Linked DNA regions of Rattus norvegicus: region 2 is linked to region 1. Evidence: chromatin contacts called from public Hi-C data. All regions are on one chromosome and are shown on one strand. Each heading gives the region's core, a stretch centred on a gene start, on an enhancer-like site or on the middle of the called end of the contact. The rest is flanking DNA. Distances are from core to core; before and after follow the strand shown. Region 1 overlaps Itprid2 (ITPR interacting domain containing 2). Region 2 overlaps Ppp1r1c (protein phosphatase 1, regulatory (inhibitor) subunit 1C).

What was found. A called contact is a pair of places that touch in the nucleus more often than the background predicts.
Region 2: a Hi-C map of Schwann cells shows a contact between it and region 1, with 5 times the contacts expected there. The contact joins two enhancer-like sites. A contact is called at or near these places in 3 of 12 Hi-C or Micro-C datasets (the A7r5 cell line, the Rat2 cell line and Schwann cells).

The regions. Positions count from the first base shown.
Region 1 is chr3:84,973,155-84,976,287 of GRCr8, forward strand. All of the region lies in intron 16 of Itprid2 (ITPR interacting domain containing 2), which reads left to right. Among named protein-coding and RNA genes, the nearest start is that of Itprid2, 31 kb to the left of the region's middle. Within about 2 kb of position 1,772, at least 16 of the 93 cell types and tissues checked have an H3K27ac peak or open chromatin away from gene starts, as enhancers often do. A contact at or near this core is called in Schwann cells, where this site is marked.
Region 2 is chr3:85,097,452-85,100,597 of GRCr8, forward strand. All of the region lies in intron 4 of Ppp1r1c (protein phosphatase 1, regulatory (inhibitor) subunit 1C), which reads left to right. Among named protein-coding and RNA genes, the nearest start is that of Ppp1r1c, 75 kb to the left of the region's middle. Within about 2 kb of position 1,345, at least 1 of the 93 cell types and tissues checked has an H3K27ac peak or open chromatin away from gene starts, as enhancers often do. A contact at or near this core is called in Schwann cells, where this site is marked.

The DNA.
Region 1 (3,133 bases), core at 522-3,021:
AGGAAGGACAAAAAAATATAAACTAATTAAAGCAGTAGCATGGTTTCCTCATGGTTAACATAGTCAGGAAGCAGATCATACAAGATGGTACTTGACCTTGGAAACGTTTGACTTGTGCTTGTGGTATCCAGGCTTGGGAGCCAGCATTGGAGCTTGTCAGTTACCAAGATGGGGTGAAAGGACGGCCTGGAATCTGACAAAGCTGTGGGTAGGAGTGCCTGTGCACAGGACTGACCTTGCTGGTAGATTTTTAAGTTCCCCGTATTTTGTGTTTTAAGTTCCTGGATTCAGCTGAAAGTTGCTTTCTGTAACCACCTGTGTGTGTGTTGAGGATGATATTCAAAAAAAGATGTGACTTTTGTGTTACATGCAAATTGTTACCCAGGATTTCTGATATGTTTACACAAATGCCCATTTTCAAAATCAGTATAGGTGCAGGGTGCGTGGTTTTTGTTTATTCTCCAGACTTGACTACGAACTAGTGGAGCACTTCAATTCTATACATGTATTGTTCTGAAAATGGAGTTATTTTTATGACTTGATGTGGCTAACTAAAATGTGGCAAAGTGTACACTCACCTTCCTCAGTCAGGTGTGCCTGGGTAGGAACAGAAACAGGAACTTGTCTATACACAGGACAGTACTTTAGTTAGATTAGATAATCACTCAGCCTGAGCTGCATTTGCTCATGACAAGTTCGCTAACTCCTTTTTTTCCCTCTACTAAATTCTGATACTTTCGTTCCTCTTAATTTGCTTTGGTTTGAAGTTCTCTTGAAAACCTGGCTTCCTATCGCTTATTTGGCATAGTTGCTCCTTTAAAGCATGCCTGAGTTTTCATTTTAAAAAGTTCGTTGGCCTGATCCATGTTGCAAATAATTGTCTAGGAAGAGCGTGTTGGCATAGACTAGAATATTGATTCTTTGGCCAATAGCACAGACTATAGAAGAAGTCATTTGTTTCCATTTTACTGCCTTGGTCCTAGGGAATTACTTAATCATTTATAGGAATCTCCTATTAAATATGAAAGATGTTATACTTTGTCAGCATTTAAATTAGTGTGGAAGGCAGATGTTTGACAAACTTTTCAGAATGTGTTACTAAACCCTTCTCGAGAAGCCCTTTAGCTCAGAATGTGTCAACATTTAAAGGAAATCTGCTTTAACATTTACCCTTGCTGTCCACAAAGGACTTACCGAGCACAAGGATGTTGATGGTGTGCTTAGCAAATCAAACTTGCTGAAGTATTTTGAGAACATACGCGATAGATCCCTTGGTTCACTGCTAGCTAAAATTCAAAAACCAATTCATATTGTTATCCTAACTCAGCTAGGTGGTTTTATGTTTAAAGTTTGTTTATAAAATATTTTAGATACTGATTTTTTTCCTTCATTTATTTCTAGCTGATAATCTTTTAACGTTAAATGTCCACAGTACTAAATATCAAGTTACAAAGCTTATTGTATTTGCTACCAAGAAAATAAAATTTGATTCTATCTTCCCAGTAAATTTGTGGCCCTTAACCCCATTAACAAAGCCAGTATTCAGGAAGGCAAGATCTGATCTAGGATAGAACAGCTCTGCAGGTGAGGATTAAGAGTGTTTGGCAGACACTCTCAGGGACCTTTTTTTTTTCTATCTTACTGCACTCCTGGGTGCATGAAAACAATGCCATCTGTCAGGCCTTTGTTTCCATCACTGAACCCTGGGAGGTTTAAAGACTGCTTTGTTACTTCAGTGCACTCAGTCAGCTGAATCCCCTTTGGAAAGAGAATGTCCATACACAGTCCTTTCATACAAGTGTTTAATGCACAGTCTGTACTTAAACTTTTGTCAACCCAAGAGCCCTCCTCATTCCAGATTGTGTACAAATCCCAGTTGAGGACAAAACAGTACTGCCTTAGAATTTGTCTGAGTCATTTGTGATATGGGTGATCATGACCAAAACCATTTACAGATACTTGAGAATGTACATATGTGTAGGAATAAAAAGATGGTTTATAGGATATGTGAAAATGTGCCATTCTCAGAGGAGAGTCAGCCTCAAATGTCAAGAATAAGTAGCATAGATTGGCATGCTTTTTATAAAGGTACTCTGTTTAATTTAGCTTTTAGGATGGGTTTACAACTGTCAGTGTATCTGACATGTTTAAACATGTGTTTAGGTAAAAACACAGCTTCTCATGCATTCCTTTGGAATGTTTTAGAGAACATTTAAGGGTCCTGGCTTTGGGGCTCTAAGCACTATGTCGATGCAGCCTCACATGTTGTACCAGCAAGTCATTCATTGTGTGTTGCAAGAAAAAATCGTGTGTGTGTGTGTGTGTGTGTGTGTGTGTGTGTGTGTGTGTGTGTGTGTGCGCATGCGCGTCAAGTAGTCTGTCTGATGTCAATACAACCTTTTGGAAATTGTGCTCACAAAAGTGCTTTTACTAGCCAGTCTAGAATTTTCATACTCTGAAGCCCCATGTCTTCTCTTACTCCGAACCCAAGTGGTCTCTATAGCATGAGGAACTTTAGAGCTAATTTATTTGTTCACAGTTCTGCTGTGAAATGGCTTATTACAGGCATTGTGTTATTTTCAGTGCTAGTTTCAATGTGGCTACTTTCATTTTCTTTCTCTTTCTTTGTTCTGTTGTTGGTTGGTTGGTTGGGTGTTGGTTTTTTGAGACAGGGTCTCAGTATTTACCCTGGTCTGCCCTGGAACTCTCTCTCTGTAGAGTAGGCTGGCCCTGAATTCAGAGATCTATCTTCTTCTGCTGCCCAAGTTCTAGGATTAAAGGCATGTGCCACCACCCCCAGCTTTCTCTTATTATTCTCGAGATGGTATCATTTCTGTGCTCCTCGAGTAAAATGTACTAGACAATGGAGATTCGTGTTCATTGGGTTCTTTTCTTTCTTATTGAGATAGGGCTTGTCCAAGGTGGTCTCAAGTTCAAGGACTCAAATAATCCTTCGGTCTCAACCTCCCAGGCTCTTAGATACTCTTTTATATTTTATGCTAGCAATATCTGTGTTACCATAATATTTAGCGTTCATTTTTAATTGAATGATAAACAGGAAGATGTAATAAAGTTGTCTTATTAGAGAATGCTTAACATCTTGTATAATATAGAATTTCAATGATTCCTTTCC
Region 2 (3,146 bases), core at 95-2,594, 120 kb after region 1:
ATTTCCTACCTCAATCAATAGAATCTGGTAAACAAATTATGAATTCTCACTTTCTCCATGAAAAGAACAGAGGCATACTTCGAAAGCAGCAGGTGGGCACACGCATGGGAAACAAGGACTATTCAGCATTTCAAGGACAGAACGGAGAAGTGAGCAGGAGGGATACAGTCAGGTAGTGGAGTTCTCACAGCGTTTAAGTGGATTTCAGAGTGTATCTGACAGAACCACGGGTCATTCGCCATCTCTAAAACATACCTGTGTGTACCTGGCATCAAGTCACCTTTGGAAGTTAACCTGAAGGACACAAAGGATCAAGTTTGCCAAATTACATCTTGCTTTGGTAACAGAGCCTTAGTTATGGGGAAGGTCTGTTTGTAAGCCCAGTTCCACATTCCCTCCCTTTTCTGACTCAGGAAAGAAGGGATTGAGTGGTTGCTGAATTATTCTAGCAATAGAAATAACATTTTAAGATTGAAAGGGATATTTTTGTAAAAGCACTGTCAGGCATTGAAGGCCACAGCGATATCACCAGAGAATTCTCTAATCAACTGCCACCTACTGGGAGAAAAGCCATTCTGTCCTGTATAGCTGGAGACCACAGCTGACAATGTCTTATGGGGCAAAGATGAGGCTTCTGAAAAGTGCAGCACACCATTGAGTCTGGTAGCACCCATAGAAAGCCACAATGCTTAGTTGAATAACGTTAACATAGGAAGACTGAGCATATTTATTTGTGAAGACAGTCACAAACATACCTTGAAAATCGGTTCTCTTGGTACAGGATGAGAGTATAATTCATTTTGAAGGGACCTTATTTGGTCTAAGAATCTATTGCAAAGGCCCAGGCATTTGGAACACTAAGATCTCCTGGATTTTTTTCCTGTTATTGAAGTACAAAAAAATCAAAATTGTGGAAGAAAGAAAGGATGTTCATATTTTTAAATATTCACAGTGTCTTGATGTGAGACAGAGGCAACGGAATGATTAACAGAAATTTTCTTTCAACCTGGGTTTATTTTTGCAAGATTTCTGTTACCCACATCTGTCCCCCTACACATAAACACACACTTTCCAGGAGAGTAATGAGTTCTAATGACACTGCCTGTAACAGTAAGACGTGGGCAGTTGTGAGTTCTTTCCTCCTGAAAGTGCTCATCATTATTTTATGCATCGTCAGCCTTCAACTGCACTCTGAATCTAAAACAAAACAAAAAAACAAAAAAAGGCATTAGGGTGCCAAAGATACTTTCTTCTACAAGATAATTAAATTCTGGTGTAATCCGCCTTAGGCAAAGTGGGGGATACATTGTGTTTTGCTGCCACCAGTTTATCACCCAGAAACAATCCCTCAAGAATTCACTGTGTACAATGTTTCTTCTGTCTACGGCTACTGTTTGCTCTGACTACAGGACAGAACCAAGTGCCAGTATATTCTGAAATTCAGGAACTGGGACTTTATTTCCCAAGAGTACAAGACTCCATAACATGACACAAGGGGAATGTTTAAGACAGAGGACAGGGGAGAAAGCTGATCACATAGCATGCGTGTTTGGTCTTTGCTGTCCACTGTATTTTAGTTTCTGGTCAAATGAAAGTGTGTTGATACATACATACATACATACATACATACATACATACATACATACATACTCTTTCTCTCTCTCTTTCTCTCTCTCTTTTTCTCTCTCTTTCTCTCTCTCTTACACACACACATACACACACACACACACTAATACATAAAATATTTTAAAATAGACATTCAAGGACTAATTTTTTTAAGTTTTGAGTTATGAACGAGATAGCTTTTTTATGTTGTTGAGAGCCACTAATAACGTTTTTTAAAGAAAATATCAGCTCACAGCTTGTATTTACCTGAGTGTCAACAGTTTTCCCTCGATTTGTGACAGCTCTCAACACATTGATTACATAATGTGTTTGCTTGCTTTTCACTCTCACATTTCAATTTGATCTTCCGAGTTATTTTATTCTACTGGTTCCTATGGCACTCCCTCTTGCTTCTTCCTTCATAAAATCTGATCCACTTTTTTATTTATATTTTAAATATATTTCCCAGATATATATGAATCCACAAGCCCAGTTGAATTTACATTTTTTACATTGGTATAATTAGAAAATTTTCAGTTTACAATCTTTCTGTAGTCACTGTGTGTGTGTGTGTATGTGTGTGTGCGTGCGTGCATGTGTACATGTGTTTGAAGTATGTATATGAGCACAGTGATATCCCTGGTCAGAAAACAACTTTGAGGAGTCAGTTCTTTCCTTCCAACACAGGTTCTGGTATTGAACTTGGGATGTTAGACTTACCAACAATTACCCCTAAGATTTTCCTCATACTTCATGAGCACATGGGATAAGAGATATTGTCACTGAAATGTGACTTGGTACAACTTTGTGGGAAAAGGTACAAATGTACTATCTCTTGCTTCTAGATTTTATCTTATTTTATCTTTAATCTGTTATAAACATAGAGTGGGGGGTATTCATCAAAAATGATAAAATATTAAGTGAAAAAGTCTAATTTTATAACTATTCTTGTCTGTTATATGAAAATAGATATGTGAAGAAAATAAAGTAAAATATTCACAATAGTCACTGGTATAAGACACTGCCTTTCAGATAGAAACTGAAGAATTGGAACAATAAATCTTTATATAAACTTATTTAGACTATTGTATAGACTATACCGACAAGCACATAAGACAGATATCCCTGAGCTCACACAAACACAAGTTCACTAATCAATACAGTGCCATGCAAAGCCCCTGTGTGACTGAAGCAGTTTCTGAATGATGGAGCAATCCCTAGGGAGTAAGCTTGCCTCCCCTCCTTTTTCTTACCATAAAAGAATAATAACGTTCTTCACACAAATTATAATTTTGGAACAAAAAAGTTTTTAATGTTAATGCTCAAAGCAAAGAGAGAGATAGTGGATACCGCAGAGGTTAATAATTGTGGAATCAGCAGTTTCTGTGTTTGCCTGAGGCCTATTGAGAAGGGTCTTTCCATGTTTAATTATATTATTAATGTCTCTCTGATCTTTTCCATACTAAACTGAATTCTGTGGTGATGATCAGTCTTGTTCTTACTGGTGGAGTTGTTGGCATGATTTTTTCTTTCTCTTTCGT